Regions from separate parts of the Mus musculus genome. Here all the other regions are linked to region 2. The links are chromatin contacts, called in public promoter capture Hi-C maps. All regions are on one chromosome and are shown on one strand. The core of a region is the stretch at or near the end of the contact, and the rest is flanking DNA. Distances in the headings are between cores, read along the strand shown.

What was found. Promoter capture Hi-C pulls out the DNA fragments that hold promoters and counts their contacts.
Region 1: a contact with region 2 is called in a promoter capture Hi-C map of liver, with 4 times the contacts expected there. The contact joins the promoter of Lrwd1 here to the promoter of Cnpy4 in region 2. A contact is called at or near these places in 2 of 39 promoter capture datasets (liver and pre-B cells).
Region 3: a promoter capture Hi-C map of liver shows a contact between it and region 2, with 4 times the contacts expected there. The contact joins the promoter of Rasa4 here to the promoter of Cnpy4 in region 2. A contact is called at or near these places in 2 of 39 promoter capture datasets (liver and pre-B cells).
Region 4: a promoter capture Hi-C map of pre-B cells shows a contact between it and region 2, with 2.5 times the contacts expected there. The contact joins the promoter of Tmem120a here to the promoter of Cnpy4 in region 2. A contact is called at or near these places in 2 of 39 promoter capture datasets (liver and pre-B cells).

The regions. Positions count from the first base shown.
Region 1 is chr5:136,134,648-136,137,455 of GRCm38.p6, reverse strand. It overlaps Lrwd1 (leucine-rich repeats and WD repeat domain containing 1), which reads left to right and starts at 1,382. Exons shown (of 15, transcript NM_027891.4): 1 at 1,382-1,584; 2 at 2,723-2,808. The coding sequence starts at 1,505. Alkbh4 (alkB homolog 4, lysine demethylase) reads right to left here and starts at 1,311. Exons shown (of 3, transcript NM_001347492.1): 1 at 1,162-1,311. The coding sequence starts at 1,278.
Region 2 is chr5:138,185,913-138,188,821 of GRCm38.p6, reverse strand. Cnpy4 (canopy FGF signaling regulator 4) reads right to left here and starts at 1,287. Exons shown (of 6, transcript NM_178612.4): 1 at 1,102-1,287. The coding sequence starts at 1,237. Taf6 (TATA-box binding protein associated factor 6) reads left to right here and starts at 1,596. Exons shown (of 15, transcript NM_009315.4): 1 at 1,596-1,652.
Region 3 is chr5:136,082,597-136,085,487 of GRCm38.p6, reverse strand. Rasa4 (RAS p21 protein activator 4) reads right to left here and starts at 1,572. Exons shown (of 21, transcript NM_133914.3): 1 at 1,311-1,572. The coding sequence starts at 1,375.
Region 4 is chr5:135,742,665-135,745,517 of GRCm38.p6, reverse strand. Tmem120a (transmembrane protein 120A) reads left to right here and starts at 1,346. Exons shown (of 12, transcript NM_172541.2): 1 at 1,346-1,470. The coding sequence starts at 1,390.

The DNA of each region.
Region 1 (2,808 bases), core at 133-2,632, 2.1 Mb after region 2:
CTAAAGAAAATAACTAAAACAAAAAACTTGGCTCAGGCCCCTTTGATCTCTTTAAGTGTCTGTCGCCTCAGCCACCCACAGCTCCTATCTCAGGCCTCTACTCAAGCATTCCCCTGGCTATGCATCCCAGCAACTTGCTACAGCACTGCCAGGGCCATACAAATGCTCTGAAGTTATTTTTCATTCATTCATTCATTCATTCATCCATCCATTGCCCATTTTGATGGAAGGTGTTAGCCTGGTCAACAGAGAGCTAGAAGGGAAACATTTTAACATTCTTCCTGGCCTACCTGACTCCTGATCCTATTAGTATCTTGTAAGACAGATTTGTTTTTGTTTTTCAAGATGGGCTTTCCTGGAACTCCCTATGTAGATCAGGCTAGCCTGGGACTCACAGAGATCTGCCTGCCTCTGCATCCCAAGTGCTAAGTCTAATGGCATGCACCACCACTGCCCGGCTGTAAAGCTGATTCATACAGGTTTGTTTTCCCAAAAAAATTTCCCCCAAATCAAAGCCTGTTTTGGAGACAGGTTTCTCTGTAGTGTAGTCCTGGCTGTCCTGGAACTCACTCTGTAGACCAGGCTGGCCTCGAACTCGGAATTCCACCTGCCTCTTGTCTCCCGAGTGCTGGGATTAAAGGCATGCGCCACCACTGCCCGGCTGCCTGTGCTGTCTTAAGTCGCTCATTCCCTGTCTAATACAGGCGGCCTAGTGTTCAGCACTCCCTACCATTTCCATGCAGTCTCCCTTGTGCTCCGGAAGCTCACTCAAAACCAGACCCGTTCAGTCCAAGTTATTTACCACTGCCCCCCACCCCCACCCCTCACCCCCCAAAGTCACAGAGATGATGTGTGACAGCCGCTTCCCTACTGCCAAGGTAACTCCTAAAACCTGCTGGGCGGCTGAGGTCCGTTCTCCAGCCTCTCTGCCTTTCAAATGCAGAGATCTCGGCGTGCACCAGCATTTCCCCGCCCTTCCATTAATCAGCCGATGGCACTTGGTCCACCTTTTGGGTTTTGTGAATATTGAAGATATAAGCGCTCCAAACAACTCACCTACCGCGAGGCTTTGGTCCTTGGCTGTTTTACAGGCAAGCTGGGCCTTAGTTTCCCATTAAGATGAATAGATTTTCTGGCTATGACTCTTTTCCTAGTCCGTACCTGAAGGCAGATCTGCCAGGGCGGGTCCCTGTGGCGTTGTCTCTCGCAGATAAGACAGGTCCGGATGCCCTTACAGCCGCACTCCTGCAAAAGAGAAACTTCAGCCGCCGCCGCCATCGCGTCCTCCGATCAGTTAAGAGCGCAGGCGCGAGACGCAGGGGCCGCTGGGAGTTGTAGTCATCGCAGAAGCAGGAGGTGGGGCGTAAGGCTGGCGTTCTACTTCCTTCCGGTCGCAACGGACTCGCAAAGGGTTTGTTGTGCGCCACCTCCTGGGCTCCCCGGCAGCGGGCCTTAGCGACCGGACTTCGTGGAGGCGCGGGTTCGGTTGAGCCCTCGGCCACCCATGGCTCCTCTCACGCCGCAACTGCTCCTGCAACGTGGGCGACCCAAGACGGATAAGCTGGGGAAGATTCAGAGTTTGAAGTAAGAGCATGTGGGGTTGAAGCGGATCCGGGGCGTGGGGTTCTTCCCCGCCAGGGTGGTTTGATGGGCGGAATGCAAGGCTCAGACCCCTCCGTCTCCTCCTCCTGCCCGGGTTATTCTGTTATCCGGGATTCGAGCCCCAGTCGAATCTCGCGCCAAACGGAGATGTGGGAGATTGGCAGCCAACGCCCGGCGTCAGATAAACTTGGAGCGAACGCCCTTAGCCTTGCGCGGAGTGGAAAGACTGATGAGATACTAAGGGATGTTGAGGGATCCTGTGTAGCACGGAACGGGCTAGCAGGAACTAGTAAAAACAAGAAGGAACTTGGAAGTCTTGGGCTCTAAAGTCATTTTGTTTTGTTTGTTTGCTTGCCTGTTTGTTTTTGAGACAGGGTTTCTCTGTGTAGCCCTGGCTGTCCTGGAACTCACTCTGTAGACCAGGCTGGCTTCGAACTCAGAAATCCACCTGCCTCTGCCTCACAAGTGCTGGGATTAAAGGCGTGCGTGTGCCACCACTGCCCGGCAACAAAGTACTCTTTAAGGGAGGGAAGATGGGCCACAGAAATGATCTGCAGATAAAGGTGCCTGTCTGTCATCAAGCCTGAATTCAATCCCTTGGGCCCAGACAGTGGAGCAAAGCAGCTCCCTAAAACCATGACCCCCTTAATCACGCTTTGATTGTGCCCATTCCTATCCACACACCACACACAGATACATAGACACTCTGTAATACATAGAAAGGTAAGTTAGGAAGTGAGAAGGCTAGAACAGTTGGCATAGCTCAGTTGCTACATTGCTTACTAGACATGCACAGAGCCTGAGTATCCCTAGGGTTCCATCCCTATCAACACCTGAACAGCTCCCAAGGGGTGGCACATGCCTGTCATCTCAGCACGTGGGTAGGGGGAGGAGAGTTAAGTTCAAGGCTTTCCTGGACTACGCAATGAGTTGTGTAGGATGGGATCTCTTGAGTTTTGCGGCCAACCTAGTCTACATAGTTCAGGCTAGCCAAGTCTAAAGCAAGCTTCATGCTTGCACAAGAACTTTGTTGGTGGAAATCCCTCTGGGACAGATGGGGTAATTAATGGGAGGGTCTGGCCCGCTCCCTCAGCTCTCTTGCTCTCTGCCCTCACCCCAGTCTGTCGGGGCTGCAGCTGCTCTCAGAGCACTTGGATCCCAATCTCCTGGGGCGCCTGAAGAAGCTGAGGGAACTTGACCTCTCTA
Region 2 (2,909 bases), core at 38-2,537:
TTTTTACAGCTCTCCCCTCACTCCAAAGTTGGCTTAGGGTCTGGGAAAACAGTTCTGTAAGTAAAGCACTTTTAAGCTTGAGGACCTGAGTTCAGATCCTAAGAACCTCTGCAATGTTAGGTGATGTGGCACACGCTATCCCAGCATTCTGAGGTCAGAACTAGAGACAGGGGGTTCATATAGTTAACTTCTGCCTTTAATCCCAGCAGAGGCAAGTGGATTTCGGAGTTAGAGACCAGTCTGGTCTACAGGCAAGTTCCAGGACAGCCAGAGCTATAAAGAGAAACCCTGTCTCCACCCCCACCCCGACTCAGAAGAGTGGGGACACAGATGCAAAAATAAGTGAGAGATTAGAATCAAGTCATGGGTGTCAATGATAAAAACATGTTGTTGGGTGTAAAGTGAAGCAATAATGAATCCAAAGAAAAAGTTAGAGTTAGGGAGCCACAGGATATTTATTCAGTGACCTGGCTTCCTCCCTGTTGGGGATGGGAGGGGTGGTTGGGGGGAGGGCATTTACTAATGTAGCCAGAGGCCATGCTGCTTGTTGTAAAATCCCTACAGTGCACCCCATCTGCAAAGCCTCACACCGATGGGCAACTTCTAAGTGGTGTGGTGTCTTCATCTTCTCTTTATGAACTTCAGCTGGGGACTTACTCACCTTTAAAACCCCTAAAGGGGGCCATCAGGCCTGTAATTTAAGAGCGTCTCTGCCAGGGCGGGACTCAGTATGCCTATAAGGAATGAGTATTACACCCCACCCATGCAGATTGTCCAGATTTTTAACAAGGAGAGAAACGACTGAGGAAGATGCTCCATAGAGCCAGCGTTACAGGTTCTTGAACTACAATTCCCACAATACATTGGGGCCCAAGCCCGCAAGAAAAACCTAGATCCTTCTGGATGCCACCTGGGAAATGTAGTGCCACCTTAACCCTGCTTTCCCTCCCTTGTTCCCATTCAAGTGTTACCAAGCTCCAACAGAACCTCTTTCAAGACAGTCTAGTGATCCATCTATCCTAGCCCATTTGATTCAGCCTAGAGTTAGAGAGGCAGGAGGTAGATAGGGAGATGTAAATAGCAACTACTCCGTTTCTGTACCTTCGCATTTGCTGGGCAAACGTTCTGTGTCATCTTCCTCCTCTTTTGTCGCCTCAGCCCAAGCACCGTACGCTGCCAGGATGAAAAGCAGTATCTCCAGCCGCACAGGTCCCATGATAAAACGCAGTCCACACATACAACCACCCTTTGCCTTCAGACCAACTTCTGGAAGGCAGCGGGCCCTTTAAATTTAGGCGAAGCCCGCAGCAAGCTTTAAAAAAAAAAAAAAAAAAATCATAGAACGGTCAGCGCATGCTCAGAGCCAGCCCGAAAGTGGGTGGAGCGTGATGGCTCAGTTTTGTGGCGCCTTCTGAAGGTCCTGACAGCTGGGTAATGAAGATACAAATTGAAGTAATTAGAATAGAGTAATATGATCTTTACACATGCACGTAGAATGAAATTTTTATATAATTTCAGACTGTGAAACGATATGGTCTATTTTGACATAGGGAAGAACAGTGATAACTTTTTGGCTTCTGCCAGGACCTACTCCTGTCAGGGGGCGGGGCCAAGATGGCGCCGAGCGCCGGGTGAGCGGCGCTTTGGCAGCGGTGAGAGGCTTTTACTGCTCCCGGTGCTTGGCTGGCGGGGGAAAGTCTGAGGTGTATCCGTGAGGAGACCCTTTGAAAGGGCCCATGTGAGGACTGGGAAGAAGACGGTTGGTTGTGTGTCCGTGCTCGTGGGGACCCTGTGCGTGACTGCACTGGAAGGATGGTGGGGCGATGTAGTGGCTTGTGAACCTCCTGTAGCGCTGCCCGGGTAATCTTCGAATCACTTCCCTAGCTGAGAAAAATGATGTAAAGATATAGCTCAAGTTATCCCTTCTCTAAGAAGTCTTCCTGTCGCTTCCACTGATCTGAGAAACTCCCGAGGCTGCTAGAGTGTTTTATGAAACCTTAGTGGCAAGGGTACCACCACAGAGGACTGGGACCCGACCAGGTACAGAGTATGTGCTGAATAATTGTATTTCCTGTAGACAAGATTTAACAAAAGTCTGAGAAGACTTGGAATGAAAAGAACCAGTCCCTAGCACTCAGTTCTGAACACTCTTGAGGTTGGTTTCATGTCCAGTGTCAGGCAAGCTCCTTTCCTTTTAACCACAGAGTAAACTCCAAGCTTGAGTCTGTGTCTTTTTCATTTTGGTAATTGTTATACCAAGTATTTAGTGAACACTTACACCTTATTCATGCTGGGCAGTGGTGGCTCACGCCTTTAATCCCAGCACTTGGGAGGCAGAGGCGGGCGGATTTCTGAGTTCTAGACCAGCCTGGTCTACAAAGTTAGTTCCAGGACAGCCAGAGCTATACAGAGAAACCCTGTCTCGAAAAACCAAAAAAAGGAAAGAAAAAAAGAAAAAAAAAGACTTATTCATATATTTAACAATGCCCTAGGCACCAGATAGGTCAGTGAACATAACAGACATATTCTTGTTTACTGGTGGGGTAAGGATAATAAACAAGAAGAAATAATAGCCAGGCTTGGTGGTAAACAGCTGTAAAAGGCAGGAGGCTCTCCAAATCAAGACCACGGGATGAATTCCAGACGAGCCTGAGACCCAATTGTAGAAGGGTTGTTTAACATGTGGAAGGTCTTAGATTTAATCTAGAGTGATTTTATATATATACATATTATATCACTATTATTAAGAAGAAGAAGAAAACATAGCAAACAGGTAAAGCCAGGCATGGTGGTATGTGCTTGCAATCCCAGTACTTGGGAGGTAGAGGCCAAAGGACCAGTGTTGTCTACCTAGTGAATTTGAAGCCAGTGGGGCTATAGGAGACCTGCCCCTAAAGAGAGGTGGGTGG
Region 3 (2,891 bases), core at 323-2,822, 2.1 Mb after region 2:
TTGCGGGAGGGTGTAGGGGACTGAGAAGGCCTGGAGAGCTGGGGCCCGAGATCCCCTGTGGAGGCTCAACCAGCCTCCACCCTAGAGACCTAATTTCCACTGGAGCCCCTCCTCCCTTTATGCACAGAAACCCACCTTAAGTCAGCCCACCCTCCTCCCTCCCCATTGCCATGGCAACTGCTGAGCTGGCCTCTTCAGGCCCAGGGGGCCTTGAACTGGAACCGCTCCTGGCACTGAGAGTGCTGGGAGAGCCCGCCTGCCCGCCGGAGAGATGAACACACACACACACACACACACACACACACACACACACACACCTCCCCAATTCTCAGTTCTCTGTAGCCAGGAAACCCACCGGGACCCGGAGCGCACTTTGAACCCTAGGCCTCTGCCCCGCCCTTTCTTCGGTTTTATGATCGTGGCTTCTCCCCGACACTAGGATTTCAAGCACTTGGGTCCAGAAAGGGAAACTGAATCTTTGCAAATGAGGACATAAGAAAGCCACGAGACACGTTCTAGGAGTCACGCAGTTGACCTCGGGAACTCACTAAAAACAGTGTGACAAAGGGGTGTCCGAAAGCTCCCCAAATCTGGCGATGGATTAGAGGAAGCTTTATGAAGGACGGTAATGCATTTTAGGAGCCCTAGATTCACGACCTTGCTTTGACACCACCAGCTAACATTTCCTGTCTGTCGGCATCGGTTTTCTAATCTGTAAAGTGGTCCGAGGAGAAATGCCTTGCAGGGAGCGATTAAAGGGAGAGGCCCGGCAAAGTCAAGGGAGACTCTAAATCCTGCCTCTATGCATCCCTCCTGTCCCCTTGACCTACACCCCCACCCCCACTTTTCACACCTGCATGCCTTGCCCAAATGAATAGCGAATAGCGAACAAGTCCGGCGGACAACTCTTGGGGTTGTTATGGACTCCCAAACTACAGAGAGAGGGGGGGACACTCCGCCCCTTTCAGCCACACCCTGGGCAGTTCTTGCGATGCCATCCCAGTGCCAGTTTCAGTCTTTTAAAACTCCTGCCCCCCTATGAGCCCTGGCTTCCTGCTGTTCCCAGGTGGAGAAGCCCCTCCCTTGTCTCTAGCCCTCCGCCTCTAGCTTGCCCCTCCACTCTGTCAGGTATTCACAGCAAATCTCGCTGTCCCCATTTTCGTAGCCAGTCCCCCTCCGTGGCTGTACACGCCACATCCTCTCCGCTGCTCTCCTTGTGGGGAAGCCCTAAGGACCCCCCGCAAAGGTCAAGTATATAAAAGGGGATCCCATCAAAGTTGGGGTGGCCACCACCCGTACCCACTACTCACATGTCCTTGGCGGGCAGATTTTTCCCTTCTACGATTCGGATGGACAGCGAACTGCGCTTGGCCATTGCGGGTCGGCGACGTGGAGGCCTGGCGGGGAGGGGTTCGGACTCATGGGTCCCCTCTCGGGGTAAGGAGGGGGAACAGTGCGAGTGGCGCTGCAGGCAGGCGGGTGCGGAGGCCAGAGAGGGGAGCGCTGGGGCTGAGGGATCTCCGCTACTCCATTCACCCCTCCCCGCCCCTCCTGCGGGGGCGGGGAGACACTGCATGGAAGGACCAATCAGCGTCCTGGATGCCCAGAATGGGCGCGGCCTATGCGGCTTGCGTCCCTCATTGGCCACCTGGAAGGGAGGGCGGGCGGGGCCTGCCCCGAAGTGTAGCTGCTGGCACCCGGAGATTCTTCCACCACCAGGATCCCTCCTGGTGCTCTCGATTCTCAGAGAGAGAGCCCAGGCTCACGGAGGGACCTGGGTGTGCAGCATAGCTGCAAATCCATTAATGGCCGCACGCTGGGAGTAACTTGTCTGTGACAGACCTGGAAAGATGTGAAGACTCAGGCAGTTGGGAAAGTTTGAGGACATCAAATCTGGAAAACAGGATTGTTTGGGGCGTGTTTGTATTGTGGTTTCGTGTGTGTTCAGGTGTGCAGGTAGAGGCCAGAGATCACCCTCCGATTTCATTCTTCAAGATCCGTCCACCATTTATTTATTTGTTTATTTATTTATTTTTGAGACAGGGTTTTTCTGTGTAGCCCTAGCTGTCCTAGAACTCTCTCTACAGACCAGGCTGGGCTCGAATACAAAGATTCACTTGTCTCTGCCTCCCAAGTGTTGGGATTAAAAGCCTGCACCACCACCTCCAGGCTCTGGCTACCTTTTTAAAATTTTTGTTTTTTATTGGCTGATTGATTAGGGTGTGGCTTACATGTTGTGGTCCCAAGTGGAAATCAGAGGACACCCGCAAGAATCTTTTCTTTACTTTCACCAAATGGGTCCCAGGGATCAAATTCAGATTATCAGACTTGGGCAGGAGTCTTTCTACTGACCCATCTCCTCTGCCCCACCTTGTAAGACACAAGGTCTCTCATTGGCTTGAAACCTCCCCAGTAGTCTAGACTGGCTGGCCAGTGAGACTCCAGGATCCACCTTTCTCCATCTTGCCCACTTCTGGAGTTCTTTACAAGAGTTCAACACCATGCCCAGCTATCCATTAGTCCTGGGAACGAGTGATTCTTCTGCTTGCAAAGCAGTTTAGCAAGTGAACCATACTTACCTAGCCCTAGATCTGCATTCCAGCCCGCCATCGCTGCCCATACTGGTGACCAAACCTAGGTCCTTGAGTGTCCTGGTCAAAAATTCTGCTACGAGTGACATCATTTTATTCTTCTTTACCCCAAAATAAGATTCCATTGGGGATACAGACATACATACAGATTTTTTTTTTTTTTTGACACAGGGTTTCTTTGAGTAACCCTGACTGTCCTGGAACTCTATAAACCAGGCTGACTTCAAACTCACAGAGATTCCCCTCGCCTCTGCCTCTCCAAGTGCTGGGAATTAAGGGGTGCGTCATCAGCACCACTCC
Region 4 (2,853 bases), core at 97-2,596, 2.4 Mb after region 2:
TGAAGGCCAGAGATGGGTATTGGATCGCCAGGGACTGGAGTGACAGATGGTTGTGAACTACTATGTAGACCTAGGCATTGAAGCCAGGTCCTCTGTAAGAGCAGCCAGTGCTCGTAAGCCGAGCTTCTCTCCAGCTTTATTCTAGATGTCTAGGCGTGCCATGGTACCTGTGTGGACGTCAGAGAACACGTTGCTGAAACCGATTCTCTATTTTCACAACGTGGGTCCTGGGATCAAACTGAAGTCACCAGACTTGGCCACAGGCACTCTTACCTGCTGCGCCCCCTCATGGGCCACAAGTCCCAAAAGCTCTTCCTCAGACTCAGAACAAGTCCGGGTGGAGGCGCTTACAAGGGGACTGATGAAGAATGTAGGGTGTGATGTGGGTGGTAGGTAGAGTGAGTGCGTGTCCTTGGCGAGGGTGACCAGGAACTTCTGATTCTTCCGTCTGCACCTTCCAAATGTTTGCATCACTGGCATGCGCCTCTGCATCTGATCCCCCCCGGCCCACCCCCCACCCCACCCCCATCCCCCCGCCAGGGTTTCTATGTGTAGCCTTGGCTGTCCTGGAACTCACTCTGTAGACCAGGCTGGCCTCGAACTCAGAGATCCACCTGCCTATGCCTTCCAAGTACTGGGATTAAAGGCGTGCGCTGCCTTTAACTACTGCCCCGCACTGCATCTGATGTTTTGTGTGGTGCTTGGGTGAATTGCCCTCTGAGCTTCCAGCATGCTGGGCAAGTTCTGTACCGAGTCTGTAACTTGAACCGCACTGGTAAGGCTTCGGAAGTGACACGGTAGGAAGTTTAGGAGAGGCAGCCTAAAAGTTAAGGACGGAGGAGAGCTTGGAGGACTCAGGGCCAGGAAAGGAGTATCTGTAAAAGCTGAGAGACGAAGGCTGTCCCTAGAGAGGCGCAGCTTCTCAAGGACAAAAGTGTATGAAGAGTATGAGGTGGCTCACGCTTCTAATCTCTGCACGCGGCGAGTCAGAGGCAGGGGTATTTCTTGGTTCCAGACCAGGCTGAGCTACATAGTGAGACACTATCTAAAAATTTCAAAGTGTTAGAAGCACGTGTCTCCTTGGTTTGTGAGTGGTCCGAGGAAGCAGACTTCTCGGGTAAAAATGCTGGCCGCCCAGCTCTGGTCTCAATTCGAGGAGACGCCCTGCGGGCCCATGTCCCCGCCCAGCTCTCGTCCCTGGCTCTGATTGGCTGCTCCTAGGGGCGGGGCTCACGCGCAGATTACGCCGGGCCTTTTCCCGTTGGCAGTCACGGCGGCGCGAGCCCGGAAGCGGACGGGGGCGGTGGCGGAGGCTTCTCCGGCCGGCCGGGGTTGCAGCTCCGTCCTCCCCACTCGCGGCTCTCCGCGGCCAGTGGCGTGGACAAAGACATGCAGTCCCCGCCCCCGGACCCGCTGGGCGACTGCCTGCGCAACTGGGAGGATCTGCAGCAGGACTTCCAAGGTATCCAGGTGAGCGTCCCTGCGGCCATCCAAGCCCCGAGCCACGTCTCTGTCTCGGGGACAAGGGTCAGGCAGTACTAGGTCACACATAAGGCAGCTCGGAGGGGTCAGGGGTCGAGACTCTCCCCTACTTTTCTTCTTAAATGTCTGATGGGAGCCCGGATTGCCCGCGCGTCCCCGGCGTGCCTGGGCGGGATCCCTCTGTGCCGGGATATCTCGACTTTGTGCAAAGGCCTTGAAAACTGATCAGGACTCTTCTGTTGCCCCTCCCCCTGCACTGCTACCCGATCTGGGACCCAGTCCCCTTCCTAAAGAGCAGTCACCCGAGGCAGAACCCAACGGGGCCCAGCCTTTTGGGTCAATTACCCTGCAAACTTGCAGCCGGACAACGCCTTCCCCGCCCTTGGCTAACTCTGCTGAACGCCGCAGGGAAGCAAGTTTAGGTAAAATTCGGGCCTGGTTGGGGAAATCTCAGCCATCTGAGACGGAGGGACAGCGCCCACCTAGGGACAAGAAGAGGCCCAGTACATGTGGCTCTTTCTTGTAGGGAGAGGTGGGCGGGGCAGACTGTACCAGGACCTCCTGGATTGGTAGAGCGACCACTGGAAAACCTCCCATCCCAGGATGGTGTTGTTTGTGGCCACTCTGTCTCCATACCAGAGAGAAGGAAACCAATGCTTCCTGGAAGGCTGTCACTGGGCAGAGGTGGCACATGCTAGAGTTTGAGGAGGATGCGGCAGCTTATTTTGGCATGAGAAACAGACCTAAATAGTGGAGCCTGGCCAATAGGAGACTAGGTTAGACCTTTGCCTCTATTGGACTGTTGCCTAGCCTCATGTGTCCAGGTTTCCCCAGAACGCTGGCACTAGAACTCTCCCTAGAGACCTACACAGCTCCATGTCTCCCAGTTTTGCCATCACCACGATGACCTCAGCCCCTGCCTTGATTTCCCCACACTGCCCCTTGCCCTTCGTTTAGGCTGCAACTTGCAAGGCTCACCCACCAGGGCAAAGTACTTGGGGAAGCTTTGGACCAAAGGTGCTTGCAGGAGGGGAGTGGATGGGAGGGACTGGCCTTAGGGCGGGAAGCCTGACGACCTTTAACCTGAGATGAAACGTCAGGAATGCCAGGGTAGAAGGCAGCATGGCTATCCCTGATTTCCATTCTTTCAGGCTGGGTAGGTAGGAGGATCTGAGAAAGGAAGGGGTGAGTTTAGGCAGCCCCTTTGAGAGCAGCAGTTCTCAGCCTGTGGGTCACCACCCCTTCAGGGAGATTGGATTACCTTTTCACAGGGATCACCTAAATAGCAGAATTACAGATAGGAAATAGCAATGAAAACAATTTTGTGGTTGGGTGGGTCAGCACAGCATGAGGACTGTATTAAAGGGTTGC